Regions from separate parts of the Capra hircus genome. Here region 2 is linked to region 1. The links are chromatin contacts, called in public Hi-C maps. All regions are on one chromosome and are shown on one strand. Each heading gives the region's core, a stretch centred on a gene start, on an enhancer-like site or on the middle of the called end of the contact. The rest is flanking DNA. Distances are from core to core; before and after follow the strand shown. Region 1 has its middle 24 kb from the start of SEPT9. Region 2 holds the start of SEC14L1 (SEC14-like protein 1).

The links. A called contact is a pair of places that touch in the nucleus more often than the background predicts.
Region 2: a Hi-C map of blood shows a contact between it and region 1, with 4 times the contacts expected there. The contact joins the promoter of SEC14L1 here to the enhancer-like site in region 1. A contact is called at or near these places in 2 of 5 Hi-C or Micro-C datasets (both in blood).

The regions. Positions count from the first base shown.
Region 1 is chr19:53,906,423-53,913,849 of ARS1.2, forward strand. No RefSeq gene overlaps it. Among named protein-coding and RNA genes, the nearest start is that of SEPT9, 24 kb to the left of the region's middle. Within about 2 kb of position 4,614, at least 2 of the 5 cell types and tissues checked have an H3K27ac peak or open chromatin away from gene starts, as enhancers often do.
Region 2 is chr19:53,964,262-53,971,688 of ARS1.2, forward strand. It overlaps SEC14L1 (SEC14-like protein 1), which reads right to left and starts at 2,521. Exons shown (of 16, transcript XM_018063719.1): 1 at 2,377-2,521; 2 at 1-23.

The DNA.
Region 1 (7,427 bases), core at 3,364-5,863:
TGAGACATCCCTGGTGGTTACAGTTGAGGGTTGCTATTGGTACCTGGAGGGTAGGGGCCAAAGATGCTGCCAAACACCATATAGTGCATTAGACAGCCCCCACCACAAAGAATGAACCCGCCCTAAACTCCACCTCGTGGCTCAGATGGCAAAGATCTGCCTGCAATGCAGGAGACCCAGGTTCGATCCTTGGGTCGGGAAGATCCTCTAGAGAAGGGAATGGCTACTTGATCCAATATTCTTACCTGGAGAATCCCAAGGACAGAGGAGGCTGGCGGGTTATGTCCATAGGGTCGCAAAGAGTCAGACACGACTGAGTGACTAAGACGTTCACTTTCATGATGTCAGTGGAGCCAAAGTTGATGCGGGTTGTCCAGATGACAGGAGAGGACCGAGGCCAGCCCTGGCCGAGCAGGACTCAAGTGGGGAGGTGGAGAAGGCCTGCTGCCTGGTTCTTCCCCCGTCCTTGAAGCTGTCCAGGGAACACAATGACATTCCAATGGGCTCCCTTTGGCTCTGGGAACAGCGGAGGTGTGAGGAGGCAGCGGCCAAGCCTGGAACTTGTGACTGCGAACCCTGGGAACTCGGGGTCAAAACGTCATCTCAGGGCTCCGCAGAGTGTGGGGTGACTGAGACCCAGACCCGCCCTCTCTGCTCCACCCGCCTTCATTTGTTCATCTCCTCGAAGCTTCAGAGACAGGCAGGCGTCCCTTTAACCTGATAGATATTCTCTGCCTATTTCCAGAGGCAGTGGAACCAACATTCATCTTCATTTACAAAAATCTGTGTTCCCCTTTCAGATCTGTCCTGGAAGGCGACTCTGCCCAGGAGATGGCCACCCACTCCAGAAACCCCAAACTGACCCCTAGCAACTGACCCCCAGCAAAGCTGAGCCGGATTCCAGGGAAGAGCCAGGCAAAGCTTTCCCCACTTGTCTCTAGTTTGTGTTTTCTCTTCAGCTTCCTCCTGTGATTTCTAAACTAAACAGTGCCGGGAGCCAGTGTGAGGAATCCCACCCGTGACAAGGTCATGAGGAAGGAAGCTGACATACGCAAGGCGTGCTCAGACTTCAGGGACCCCTCTGGAAATTCCTAAGCATGTACCCCAACAAAAATCTGCTGGCTTTTGTGCTCTGCTTTTCCACTCTTCTGACATTTTCTGGAAAAAGTCAATTCAGGGCTTTAGTCTTCTGCATTTGAAAGAGTGTTTCAATCCAAAAACCCCTCTGATGGCTTTCTAGCCTGCCTGCAGGACTCGTATGGCTGCGCATGTGATTGTTTGAGGCCTCCTGACCAGGAGGCACAGGAAGCTTAAAACATCCTAGGAATGTAGGAGCTTCCTAGGAGTCAAAATCTTTAGAATAGGACTGATTAAAAGTTTCATTTGTTGAGTCAATGCTTGCTGCTGAATTTTCATATCCTTTATTTTTAGACATAGTTGGTATATAGGAAAACAAGCAGTAGACCTGGTATTAGCAACATTAGATCTTTGAGTTAAGTACCTTCTTTGTTATAACCCACTGCACCTTTGTTCTATAGAGATGTAACTTTAGCGCTTTAAGGAGATGTAGATTAAAGAAAAACACTTCAGGGGAAACAAAATTAACATTCATTAAGGAAGAGCCAAAAAGTGTTAACAAGCCTCTTGGCCAGAAGATAATGTAAATCACCTGAGACCTTTTGTATACAAAATGATGTATAGAAAGAGTCTGGGCTGCGAACGCTACATAATTTTGTGTTACCCATTGATCTCCATATTTTATCAAAAGTATAAAAGGCCTTCTGAACAATAAAGGATGGGACCAGCTTCTCGGACCAGTTTCTCGAACTAGTCTCTCGGCCTGGTTTCTTGGGAATCTGGCTCCCCCCGTGTCTTTCTCTCTCTTTCTTCTTCTCTCCCTTTCCCTCTCTCTGCTCTTTACTTTAACTTCAGGCTGACTCTCCACCTGGGGCGCGGAGGCTCGCCAGGTCTACTTACTTGCCCTGGCTGTTAAGACCCGCGCGAAAGGGAGCTTAAGGCGAGGCACCCTTAGATATTCAAGCGGGCGCCGGTGGCCCAACGTAGATGGTGCAAATTCCTTGTCTGGAATTTTATTGGTCTCCGCGTAAACCAAGCTAGTCAGCCCTCTTCCTCCACTTAATCTTCCTACTACACTATAGTTTCTTAGTCTAATCTTACATTAATAGATAAACAAGTCTTTCCACGCCAACGCTGTCCACCCTTCGAATTCCCTGGATCCACCGGGGCTGGACCCCGGCAAAACAGCTTCCTAGGACGCACACTGAAGTGTTTTAAAATGAGGCAATGAAAGAAATCACTTGTTCTCTGACCACAGCTGGTTGGTTATTTTAACGCGGGTTAAAGTCCCGCGTTTTTTGGACTCAGCGCTGACTTGGGAATGCTGCCTGCTTTGTGTCCACACGAGGGCGCTCTTGACCGTGTCTGCTGGGTATGGATCGTGTCCAGGGTCAACACTGGAGCCCCTGGAATCAGGGCATCCATTTTCCCTTTTTTTCTTTCTTTGTAAACTATTTATTTATTTATTTGGCTGCACCAGGTCTTGGTCGCAGCAAGTGGGCACCTTGATCTTCACTGTGGCATGCCAGATCTTCAGTTGCGGCATGCAGGACCTAGTTCCCCGACCAGGGATCAATCCCTGGACGCCCTGCCTTAGGGACATAGTTTTAGCCCCTGGACCACCAGCAAAGTCCCAGAGCTGTGATTTTTCAACCCTGGCTGTTGTCTGATTGTCTATCAGCGGCTGCTCAGCTGACCCTGGCCCTCTGTGAAGACCTGCTACTGTCCACCTCTCTCTCCACATCCTTCCCACCCATCACTCGGCACCAGTCCCTAAAGGATTTCTCATAAGGGTTCCAAAAAGCTGGAAGTGAGCTTGGTTCTGCAGCTGCTAAATCTAGAGAGAGAAGATGAATCAAAAGTCACTACACAAAAACCAACATCGGGACTTTCCTGGTGGCTCGGTGGATAAGAATCCCCATGCCAAAGCAGCGGACATGGGTTCGATCCCTGGTCGGGGAAGATTGGACAGGCCGCAGAGCAACTGAGCCCATGCACCACACTGCTGAGCCTGAGCTCCAGAGCCCTCGAGCCACAGCTACTGAATCCACATGCCCTAGGGCCAGCAGCTCTCAGCTACTGAGCTGGCACGCTCCTGAGCCCGTGAGCCTACAGCCTGCACTCTGCAACAAGAAGCCACCACAGTGAGAAGCCTGTTCACTGCAGCTTGAGAGTAGGCCCCGCTCTCTGCAGCCTGGTTGCAGCAATGAAGACCCAGCGCAAACAAAAATTGCTGTTCAGTCGCTCAGTTGTGTCCAGCTGTTTGCGACTCCACGGACTGACTGCAGCACGCCAGGCTTCCCAGTCCCTCACTGTCTCCCGGAGCTTGCTTAGGCTCATGTCCATCGAGTCAGTGATGCCATCCAACCATCTCATCCTCCGTCGCACCCCTTCTCCTGCCCTCAACCTTTCCCAGCATCAGGGTCTTTTCCGGTGAGTTGGCTCTTCGTGTCAAGTGGCCAGTTTATTGGAGCTTCAGCTTCAGCATCAAGATAAACAAAAATAATTTAATTTAAAAAAACCAACATCTGATGCATCAGAGATTAAAGTATTAAAAAAAAAAGTAAAGCCATGAAAGCAACTTAAGAATGCAGCGAAATTTTTGTTGTTTTTGTCGTGTTGTGTGTGGCTTGCAGGATCTCAGTTCCCCAACCAGGGAGTGAACTCGGGCAACTCCAGTGAAAACTTGAAATCCTAATCACTAGGCCACCAGGGAATGCCCCCAAAATATAGGAAAACTTAGCATGGGGAAATCCTTTCTAAGCAAAATGTAAAACCCAGAAACTGTTAAGGAAAAGAAAATAGAGTTGACCTCATAAAGACTAACAGTTGCCCCATCTCATTCAGAGCTTAAACCAAAAAGCTGGTGGCCTCGCAGGACCCATAAGGCCTTTGGGGACCTAGCTGATCCCCCCGCCCCCGCCTCTGACCTCCTCCCTGTATCTGTCAGGACAAGCCCCTTTCTGCAGTAGTGACGGATAAACCCTGACGTCACGTTCAGTGGGGACTTACTCTCACTGTAGTCCAGTGAGAGGCAGGCAGAGGCCACTTCCCATGGTGACTCAGGGATGCAGTCCATCCTGGACATGGGCCATCACCCTTTGAGTTTGTCCAGGGGCAGCTCGTCTCCTCGGTACCAGGTCCCTGTCCCCAGCAGCCAAGTCCTGCGGCGGCAGAATCCAGGCACAGGTGAGGGAGGTGCCCGGCCACACCTGATGCCCGTCCTCATTCGGTTTGCTGAGCAGAACTCAGACTTTCTCTATTTCGCTTCTGAACACAAAGGATCTCCCGCTTGCTCGTCTATCCGTGGGTCAGCAGAGAGCGGTTCTGAAACCAGGTGACCAGGTCCCAGAGAGCTAAGCATCACCCCTACCCCTGCCCACTGGCCACCAGGGACCCTGCCCCTCCTCCAGGCTTCTCCCACACTGTTTATACTGCATGGATCCCCCAGACACCTCCGCAGTGTCAACACAGACCCAGCACTCACACACATGCACACATTAGCATGCCTACACACGCCAGTGCCCGAGGGGGTGCAAGGGTGGTGACATCCTGTCCGAGAAGCGCTGGCAGGGACAGAGCTGCCGGGCAGGGCTCAAGGCATACCTGTCAGTGGGCGGCTCCCGACCCAGGATTTCAGGAAAGTGAGCAGGTGCCTCACCTTGCCCTCGGGGCCACCCCACAGCTGGGCCAGGGCCACCTTCCCCACCAGGCCCTGAAGGCCGGCTCAGGATTCTTCTGGGGGCCAAGAACATATTTTAATTTCTCCTAAACTCAGAAGGAAACATGAGCAGTGTCCCTCGATTTCCGGGGTGGGGTAGCGGGTCCAGGCGCCCCTGTGGAGCCCTGATCCAGGGCATCCAGGGGACACCTGGGCTCCACAGCCACGGGTTTCAAGTCCTCAGATTCGCCCACCTGCGGCTCGAACCAGCCACGGTCAGTTGAATCTGTGGACGTGAAACCTGTGCCTACGGGGGGCTGACTGTCTCAGTGCTGAGTGTATAGTGAGTCCAGACTGCCTCTCATGCACTTTTATGCCTCCAGCCATGAAACATCCTCGCTCACGTTGTCTGATGGAGAAAGACAGCCTCCACCTGGAGCTTCCCCGGTGGCACTGGTGGTAAAGAACCCGCCCGGCAATGCAGAAAACGTAAGAGATGCAGGTTCAGTCCCTGAGTGGGGGAGATCCCCTGGAGGAGGGCATGGGCACCCACTCCAGCAATTCTTGCCTGGAGAATCCCCGTGGACTGAGGAGCCTGCCAGGCCTCCATGGGGTCTCAGGATCGGACACGACTGTGATGGCTTAGCACACACGTGAGGCCAGAAGTGAGGAGAACTCCATTTCACTCCATAGATATTTTGGGGTGTCTGCCCTGAGGCAGGTGCTGTCCTTGGCCCCGGCGGGGACAGAGCCGTGGGCCAAGCACACACACACCCACTGTGAGTGCGGGAGCTGTGCCCCCACCCCGGGCCTTGTGCTCAGCCCTGCACAGCGGGTGATGGGTGAGGGGTGGACAGAGAGAAGGTGCTGGAAGGCCCTGAAGCAGCTGTCCCCAGCAGCCACCTCCCTCCACAGCAGGCTGTCTGTCCTCCATTTCCATGGTCGGCCGAGCAGGGGGATAGTCAGCGACATCTAACCACCCCCGTGGCTCTCATTTCCTCCTTGAAATGGGAGGAGACGGTGATGCAAAGCTTTCTTGTTTTGTGTGCCCTGCCTTCTGATCTCGCCTTTGGCAGCTTGTCCTCATCCCAGAGGACCCTCCCCGGCAGGTACTGGTGTCTCCTCAGACCTGGGCCCCGGCTGGGTCCCCAAGTCCTTGGAGCGTCCCAGCTGTCCTGCACCCCTACATTAGCAGACCGGCTCTGATAACCACTTACTGGCTGTATCTTGACAGCAACCTGAGGAGATAACCTGCTTCCTCCCATTTTATCATCAGCAACAGCATTTTATCATCAGTGACAGCAAGCAGGTGAGAACCGGGGCTGTGGGAGCTCCTGGCTGGACTCAGGGCCGCTGTTCAGGGAGCACCCCTTCCCTTCTCTGAGCTGCACCTTCTTAAGCTGTAAGAGCTTGTGGCTCAGCCGGTAAAGAATCCGCCTGCAATGTGGGAGACCTGGGTTCGATCCCTGGGTTGGGAAGATCCCCTGGAGAAGGGAATGGCTACCCACTGCAGTATTCTGGCCTGGAGAACTCCATGGACTGTATAGGCCATGGGGTCGCAAAGAGTTGGACATGACTGAGCAGCTTTCACTTTCAGATCAGTCTAAGCTCTTTGCCCAGCTCTGACAGCCTGGAATTTCATTCTACGTAAAATAAAGAAGGATAAACCTATAGAGGGGAAAACCCAAATCAAAACACACACACACCCCAAGGAGAGATGATTCCAGATAAATCAGGCTTTTTGTTGTTGTAAGTGGTAAATGTCAAAGGCTTTGCAATGCCAGGACTGGAGCAAACTTTCTGCAATCTATCAAGTTTCCACAGGATGTATATACATAATAGGATGTATTTGTACAGAAAGAGGCTTGGCGTTAGGAACTGGCTCATGTGATAATGGAGGCTGACGAGTCCTGGGACCTGCAGTGGGCGAGCTGGAGACCCAGGCGAGCTGACGGCCTGACTCCTATCTGAAGGCAGGCAGATGGCAGACTCAGGAAGAGCTGGTGCCCACTCCAAAAGAGAAATAGCCAGTGTCTCAGATCAAGGCCACTGGGGAGGAGGAATCCTCTCTAACTTATGGGAGGGTCAACCTTTTCGTTCTATTCAGGCCTTGAGCTGATTGGATGGGGCCCATCTGCTTTCCTCAGTCTACCCAGTAAATGTTAATTTCATCTAAAAAAAAAAAACAAAAACACCCTCACAGACACACTCAGAACTGTATGGTGACCAAATAGCTGGGCCCCACGGCTCAGCCAAACCACCCACAGAATTAACCATCACACCTCTTCCAGGCAAGATTTTAGCAGACGTGGGAGTTTTCTCCCATAGCTGGGACTCCAGGGGCAGAGATGAAAGCAGAGACGCTCGCTGCCACCTCGATGACGGGCATGCACATCTTCCTCATGGCCACAAGGTGGCGCCCACGGACGCAATTCCCTGGATGGAGCTGTGACTAACCTTCATCGGCCGGAAGGGGGCTCCAGCTGGGGGCTGAGGATGGGTTTTGCTCTCTGACTGTAACGCAGGGACTCTGAGCAGGGATGCAGACCAGCCTGGCAAAACGGAAGGAGCAGGACTCGGCAGCCCGACAATTCCATGGGAATCTGGATGCTTCTACAGGAGCAGCTGGGAGGGTCCTACTTTCTGGAGCTAGGCACTCGCCTCTCTTAGGTTCCCAGAAAGAGCCCAG
Region 2 (7,427 bases), core at 1,271-3,770, 56 kb after region 1:
ATAAAACAGCAATCCTTTCACACCTGCAAAACACAAATATTTGTGATAAATAAGCATGATATGGAAAAAATTTGCATTTACACAACATACTACAGTCTAAGGAACCTCAATAGATCACAGTTCTACGCACACAAAAGTCAAAAGATGATGCTTAATTATACAAGGGCAAGGGAAGGCAGGAAGACAGGAAGAAAAGGTGAAGAAAGGCCAAGTGGAGCGAGGGAAGGAGCACTGGTCTGAGGGCTGGAGGACTCAATTACCTTACCAGCCTCACCGCCTCCCCTGGGGCTGCCCTGGGTCCTTTCCAGCAAGTGAAATGCCGAGATTCAATTATTCTAATAACCCGTACAATTAGTTCTTGAATCATTTTCTCTTCAACTTCCATAAGAAGCCAAATAAAAATGGTGGCACTTCAAGATATTAAGCCCAGGACACACAAAAATACAAGTGGAAAAAAAAAGATACTACTGTGTCTCAATTTATGGGATACTCCTCAAAAGCTATTTTCAAAGGAAACTTGTCAATCTCCATTTTCTAACTGCACAGGCTACAACTTCAGGGATCAGTCTTCAAATGGCAGACACTCCAAGCCCTCTGGCTAGAGGCTCCACTGACTTTTTCAGCCTCAAATAGCTGTAATATCAGGACGCAATCAACTAAGTGTTCAAGCCTACTTCACCCGTCAAGAATCCTTCTCCAGGGGCACATTCAAAGGCTGGCTTCAGCCTAAACTGGATTTTTCTGAAAAACACACTTTTATTTGGAGCCCTCTATGGGACTTCACTTCCCTATTTAAAAGGGAGAAAGAAAAATAAATCCAAAGAGCCTACCTGTCCTGCTGAGGATAATCACTAAGAAAGTTATTTTATGCTAAGTACAATGAGAGGATATTCAAAAGTACAAAACGGAATATCCTCAAGGAGCCCAAAGTCTAGCTGTAATAAAAGAAAAAATTACAAAGGTATATTTTATTTCATGATTCCTACCCATATTAATTACATTTAAACAGATCTGGAACTTCCTCTGGTATGATTCACATACCTCTCAGAAAGACCAGGTTCTGGCAGCAAACAGCTATATCTGGCAGCTAAAGAAAAACTGCTAAAGAGTAACTCGGGGCAACCTCAAGCAAGTCATTTGACTTTCCCGGGACTCAGATCCACCTCTGTGAAGTGAGGTTCAGAGTGAGATAACACTGTAAGACTTCCAGCTCTAAAAACAGGAGTGAAGTGGCTCAGTCCTGTCCGACTCTTTGCGACCCCATGGACTGTAGCCTACCACGCTCCTCCATCCATGGGATTTTCCAGGGAAGAGTACTGGAGTGGGGTGCCATTTCCTTCTCCAGAGGATCTTCCTGACCCAGGTTTCGAACCCGGGTCTCCCTCATTGTGGGCACATGCTTTACCGTCTGAGCCACCGGGGAAATCTTAAAATCAGGAGACTCAGAGCCAAAACTCCTGAATCCACCACAATCAACTGGAATGCCGTCATTAATCTTGATTCTGGGACTGGCAGGTCCTGGTGCGCCGGGATAGAGTTCTGTTTAGTTTTGCCAACCTGATAATGCTGGTGCACAGCAGGAATTCGATAATCTTTTAAATTTTTAACTAGGAAAATTTAATTTTAGGGTATCTTCCACAGAAAGAGAGGATACTTACTGGGTATGTAAAGGGGTTGTAGAGACGGGGAGAGAAGTTAAAAAAAAAAAAAAGAGGAATGCGCGGTTAAGACTCCCGTAACACCCATTCGGGATTCCACTGCCTGGCAGAACCCGAAGCGACTACGCTCAAGAACCTGGTAATTCCCGAGCTTCTGAACTCCTGCCAGTTCCCAGCTTCGGATGCTCTGGTCCAAACCAACGTCCTACGTGGGAATCCAGAGTTACAACGGCCAAGCGGCACCGTGGACCAGGGCAGCCCTCTATTGCATGACAATCGGTGCTTTAAAATTAGCCAATGGCCGGACTCAACGAGTCCACCCCAAACAGGCTGGAGGGGCGGCCGGGCCCTCGGCTCCATCTGGCGGCGGGCGGGGGTGGGGAGGGTCCCAGCGCGGCGGTTTCTCGGGCCCCCAGTCCCAGGGAGACCCGGGGAGATGCACCTTGGGGGGCAGGCTGGGAACCCAAACTCCGCTTCCCCCAGGAAAAGGGGGGTCTCCGGGGCGGGAAGACAGGCGGTGATGGGGGCGGGGAGGGGGCGACTGTAGGAGCCTCACGAGACGGGGCGAAAGGAAGGCCCGCTCCCGATCCGTGCGGCGGAGCTGAGGCAAGCCGAGCGGGGCCGAGGGGCCGGGCAAGGGTGGGCTAGGCCGGGAGGCCGCCCGCAGGGGCCGGGACGGGGGCTGCGCACGGAGCCCGCGGCGGAGACGCGCGCTTACCTCTCGTCAGAAAAGCCGGGCCGGGGAGGCGGGGCGGCCGAGGGCGCTCATGCCGGCGGCTCCGTGGCGCCGTCGCCGTTCCACTGCCGGCCGGCCGCAGCTCCGCCGCCGGTTCCGGGGAGTGGGCCGGGGGGGTCGGCGGGGGCGGGAGCGGGAGGGGCCCGGCGAGGCTCGAGTGGTTGTTACGGGTGACGGGGAGGGCGGGGCCGGGAGGCCGGAAGGGGAGCGCGTGCGCGAAGGCGGCCTAGGGGCGGAGGCGGGCGCGAGGACGGTTGCTAGGGAGGTGGGCAGGGCTGACAACGGGGACCCAGCCGAACTGCGCAGGCGCCGACTCCGGGCCGGGCGGACGTGGGCGGCGCTCGGAGCCGGCGTTCGCCCAGAAGCGCGGAGGGCCAAAGGCCCCTAGCCCCGCCCAGGGTTGCGTCCGGGGGCGTGCCTTGGGTAAGGGGCGGGGCCCACAAGTAGCCCCTCGGAAGTGGCCGAAACCAAAAAAAAACCAAACCGGTGGTGAGCCGAGACCCGGGGGAGTTCCGCTGACTTGAAACTGGAAAGTCTAAGAGGCTTCAGAACAGCTGGGGCCTTCCGGCTTTGCCGGCGCCCACGGCCCTGGCTAGGCCCCCTGCCCGGAGGCCCTGCCCTCGGTCTGATCGGCGCAGAAGGCTCTCCGAGCTTCCTCGTTTTTTGTTGACTTCTGCAGTGCCCTGACCACATTCTCGCCGAGTAATGCAGATGAGGCAAATACCAGGGCTGGGGAGGGGCTGGGTGGGACCCAGCAGCATCTTGTCAACACGTCCAGGCTGTGCAATGAAACTAAGCCAAGCGGATCTGGCGTTTCAGCGAGAGCTCCAACTTCGAAGCACAAGTGTGATACACATTGAGACCTTTGGGGATTCTTAAGAAGAGCTAATCACTAGAGAGGGACTGCACGCACGTCCACCCACACAACAAGGCTGGTTTTACAGCCAACATACAGTTTCTCCATCAATGTCACTGTTGTTCCGTTCCCATTAGTCACCCTGGGTAGCTGTGCATTTGACGCAGCCAGGGCAGAGCACATATTTGGAACTGTTTTAGAATTCCCTTCAGGGCCAGTTTACCAGTCACACAAGAAAATCATTCATTACTTGATCACACCTTGTTTTTCAACTCAAACCATCATTCTCCAACATGATCACCTACCCTGCTTACTAGACTCATCTAGGAACTGGCTTTTGCCTGTTTGTAAAAATCACATCCACTTTCAAAAGATGCTGGGAAAAGAGACAGCCCAGTAAACAATAGCACTTATGAAATGGTCTCACCCCAGAATTGACCTCATCTGATAAGGCTCTAGATGCAACCAGAAATTTACAGGAAATAGAGAACAGAGCAACATGTTAAATGACACCAAGGGGGAAATTATCAGCCAAGCATTCATCATGGGAAATGCTGCGTGACAAATATATTGTTTATCAAAGTACAATGGAAAAAAATAGGATAAAGGCCACACTATAGATCAAAAGAAACCGAGGAATTTATTAAGTCATACACTTATAGTTTGTGTGCTTTGTATGTATATTTATACTTCAGTGAAATTTTTTTTACACATAAAATTACTTTCTTGAAAAATCCCAATTGTAGAAATCTTCACGTGGACTTCCCCGGTGGCCCAGAGGTCAAGAATCCACCTGCTAAAGCAAGGGACACAGGTTCAATCCCTGGTCGGGCTAGATCCCACAAGCCTGACCTAGATCACATGCCCACCCTTGAACCAGTCTTTTGATCCAGAGAGCTCAGTGTCCAGTTCTGGGTCACACAATCCCAACAGCGAAACCAGGGATAAGTCTCCAGCGAAACCTGGTGCACGTACAGTGACAGAACGTGGTTTAAAAAAAGAAAAAAGATACATGAACTGTATCTTTAAGCAGTATCATCAAGATACATAAACAGATTCCCAAGGTGAATAGACTCGGGAAGGGAGCAACACTCCTCTAGATGCATAAGGTATGGTGTGTTTGATTGTTTTAAAATCAGTTCCATTGGGCAGATATCCAAAATCTATAAGAAACAGCACTGAACACCACGCTGCAGAGTTTAGCAAAAAGATCCAGTCCTTTTAACACACGTGCACAGAGTTCTTATTATGTGTCAGACGCTGGGTGAGGCGTAAAGGTGAGCAGAGGAAAAGTATATCGGGATCAGGTTTGGCTGCCAGTGACCAAAAGCCAAAGTAAAAGTGCCTTGACAAGATAAGTCTGTGTCCCTTGCACATGAATCAAGTCCAGGAAAGTCCAGGGTGGGAATGACACCTCCCTGATCACTGTCAACTGCCGACTCCCTCAAGACCACCTGAATGTGGATGCAGGTGGCCTCTGGTCTCGTCATCAGGGACATAGGTTCCTTCTGTCTTGCTGCTTTCCCATCATGATGATGTGTCCTCTACCCGAGGTGAGCAGGAGGAGAGGATGAAGACCAAACATCCTTCCTTGAAAGATGCTTCCTTGGAAGTAGGGTGTGTGCGTGCAGTAGTGTGTGTGTGTGTGTGTGTGCAGTAGTATGTCTGTGTGTGCATGTGTGTGTGACAAGCAGAGCAAAGGACAGGCCTGGCGTAGCAGCAGGGCCCCACCAAAGACCATCCTGCTGCTCCTATCTTCCGGTGCACACCGGCTCTCTTCCTCAGACAGACTCTTTAAGGTCATATTATGAGAGTCTCTGAAACACCTTGACTGAGTCCCTAGCTTGAGGAGCATCTGTGTCCCTCTTACTTGTTGGATGGAAGCCCTGATGGGTGCTTTGTATAGGCCATTTATCAGATGCCTTTGGAATGGAGACAGAGGATGGCCGAGCTCTGGCATCCACAACGAGACACTCTGGTTCCCTTGGGTAACTCAGCTGAGTCCCCACTAGGAGCCTGAGTCTGAAATTGCCATTCCTGGTGGTCACCTCTGGCTGACAACAGGATGTGGCATCCACAACCTGGACACAGACCCTCTGGCCCGTTACATCTTCCCCAACAGGACTAACCTGAGCTGGGGACATGGTTATTGGTCCCTCTGACCACATCTTCTCCACCCATCTTAGTGCTCTATCAAGAGTCATCTCAAGAAAAGATCAGGAAGTTGTTGACACCTAAGAGGATTGGGGGTATGGATTAAAGGAAGGGTCATTGCAGAAAGGACACTGGGAGGCAAGTGATTGTCTTGGCTAACATTTCAGCCTGCTGAGCCCAACCTCTTGCCCACAACAGTGAAATAAACAGGAGGTAAGTCTGAACGAATCCTTTGAACGTTACTGAATCTCAAGGTCAGTGAAATATTCAGGCTGTGCTGAGAGCACTTAGGCTTCCCTGGTGTCTGAGTGGTAAAGAATGCCCCTGCTAAGGCAGGAGGTGCAGGTTTGATCCCTGGGTCAGGAAGGTCCCCTGAAGAAGGAAATGGCAACCCACTCCCAGTATTCTTGCCTGGGAAATCCCACGGACGAAGGAGTCTGGTGGGTTACAGTACACGGGGTCGCGAAAGAGTTGGGCACGACTTGGTGACTAAACAGCAACGCGAGCACTGAGTTCTGATTCTCTGGTGGCCCTACCCACCTCGGCATATACGATTTCTACTTTGGTCAGATCCTGGGACGTGTCGGGTCTCTTCCACTTCTGGAAGCGATCACTTTCTCATTTGGCAATAAAAGGGTAAAAGACAACCTTGCAAGGCATGACAGTTTCTCCTGACGTGGACCATCTGGCAAAGTTTCTGGCCTGGAAAAGTACAAAAAATATAGGTTACCCTACAGGCACAGTTTCTTCGTTGAGCACTGGCAGTCATCCCACGGTTTTGAGCTAATATCATTGCATCACTCCCAACCTGGGAAAACTTCAAGCCAAGAAGACAGATCTGCAAAAGCTATCATCCAGCCTTACATTTTTCTAAAATATTTCATTTCAATCTGGAGAGGCAAAGCTCTCCATATCTTAATTGGCTTCCCCCTCCTCCAAGTCTTCCCTCTTCCAAGACACTCTCCATGCTACTGGCAAATTTCTCTTTCAAACACACACGCACACACACACAGACTCTCACTCATTTGCTCAAAATCTAACACTGGCAATAGAGATAGATTTCAGCTTCAAAGCTTGCCATCCGAGATCTTATGTAAATCTTTCTTTTGTTCAGAATGACTTTACTTTCATCTCCCCTTTATCTGCTCACTTATTCATTCCTTTGTTAACTCAGCAAACATTTATTCAGCCCCGTAATTTATTCAGACACCGTATTTAGCACAGGAGTGTGGGAAGATCCTCTCTGTAAAACCAGATTTTCCTTCAAGGGGCTCAGCCTACTGCATGGGACTGACAAGTAAACAGTGACAACACAGCCTGTTAAGTAAGCTCTGTTCAGTTCAGTTCAGTCACTCAGTCGTGTCCAGCTCTTTGCGACCCCATGGGCTGCAGTACACCAGGCTTCCCTGTCCATCACCAACCCCTGGAGCTTACGCAAACTCATGTCCATCGAGTAAGCTCTGTAACCCGCCCCCCCCACCCCCACCAAAGCCTTTCCTTTTGCCTCTTCTCCTCTGTGTCTGTGTACCTGGCACTTCCATTATAAGGCACTGATGGAGCGTCCCTGGTGGTCCAGTGGTTAAGACTCTACACTTCCAATGCAGATGTCTCAGGTTTCATCCTTGGTTGGGAAACTAAGATCCCACATGCCTTGTGTGGCAGCCGGTTGGGGGAGGGGGGTGGTGGTAGGAAAAGGGCACTTGTAAAAGAATTGAGTCTTTCTCTACCCTCCGCTTGTAAGTTGCTTGGTTCTTGGGATCACATCCACTCATGTTCTTCTGCCTCTGCACTTGGCATTTTCCAGAACCCTGTTAAATACTGGTTGGGTTGAAGTGATGAGTCTTAAATTAAGCCTTTATTCTGAGAGCGTTAAACATGTCTCTCTGGCCGCTGCACTGAGCTGATGCCTCCTTGGGAACGATGCTCTCAACCCCTCCCCCTGTTGAGCTGTCTCCTGTGTCACCCAGTAAGGACATGGAGCTTAGAGAAGCAGCCCAGCTGAAGAAAATTGCTTAGCCGTGTG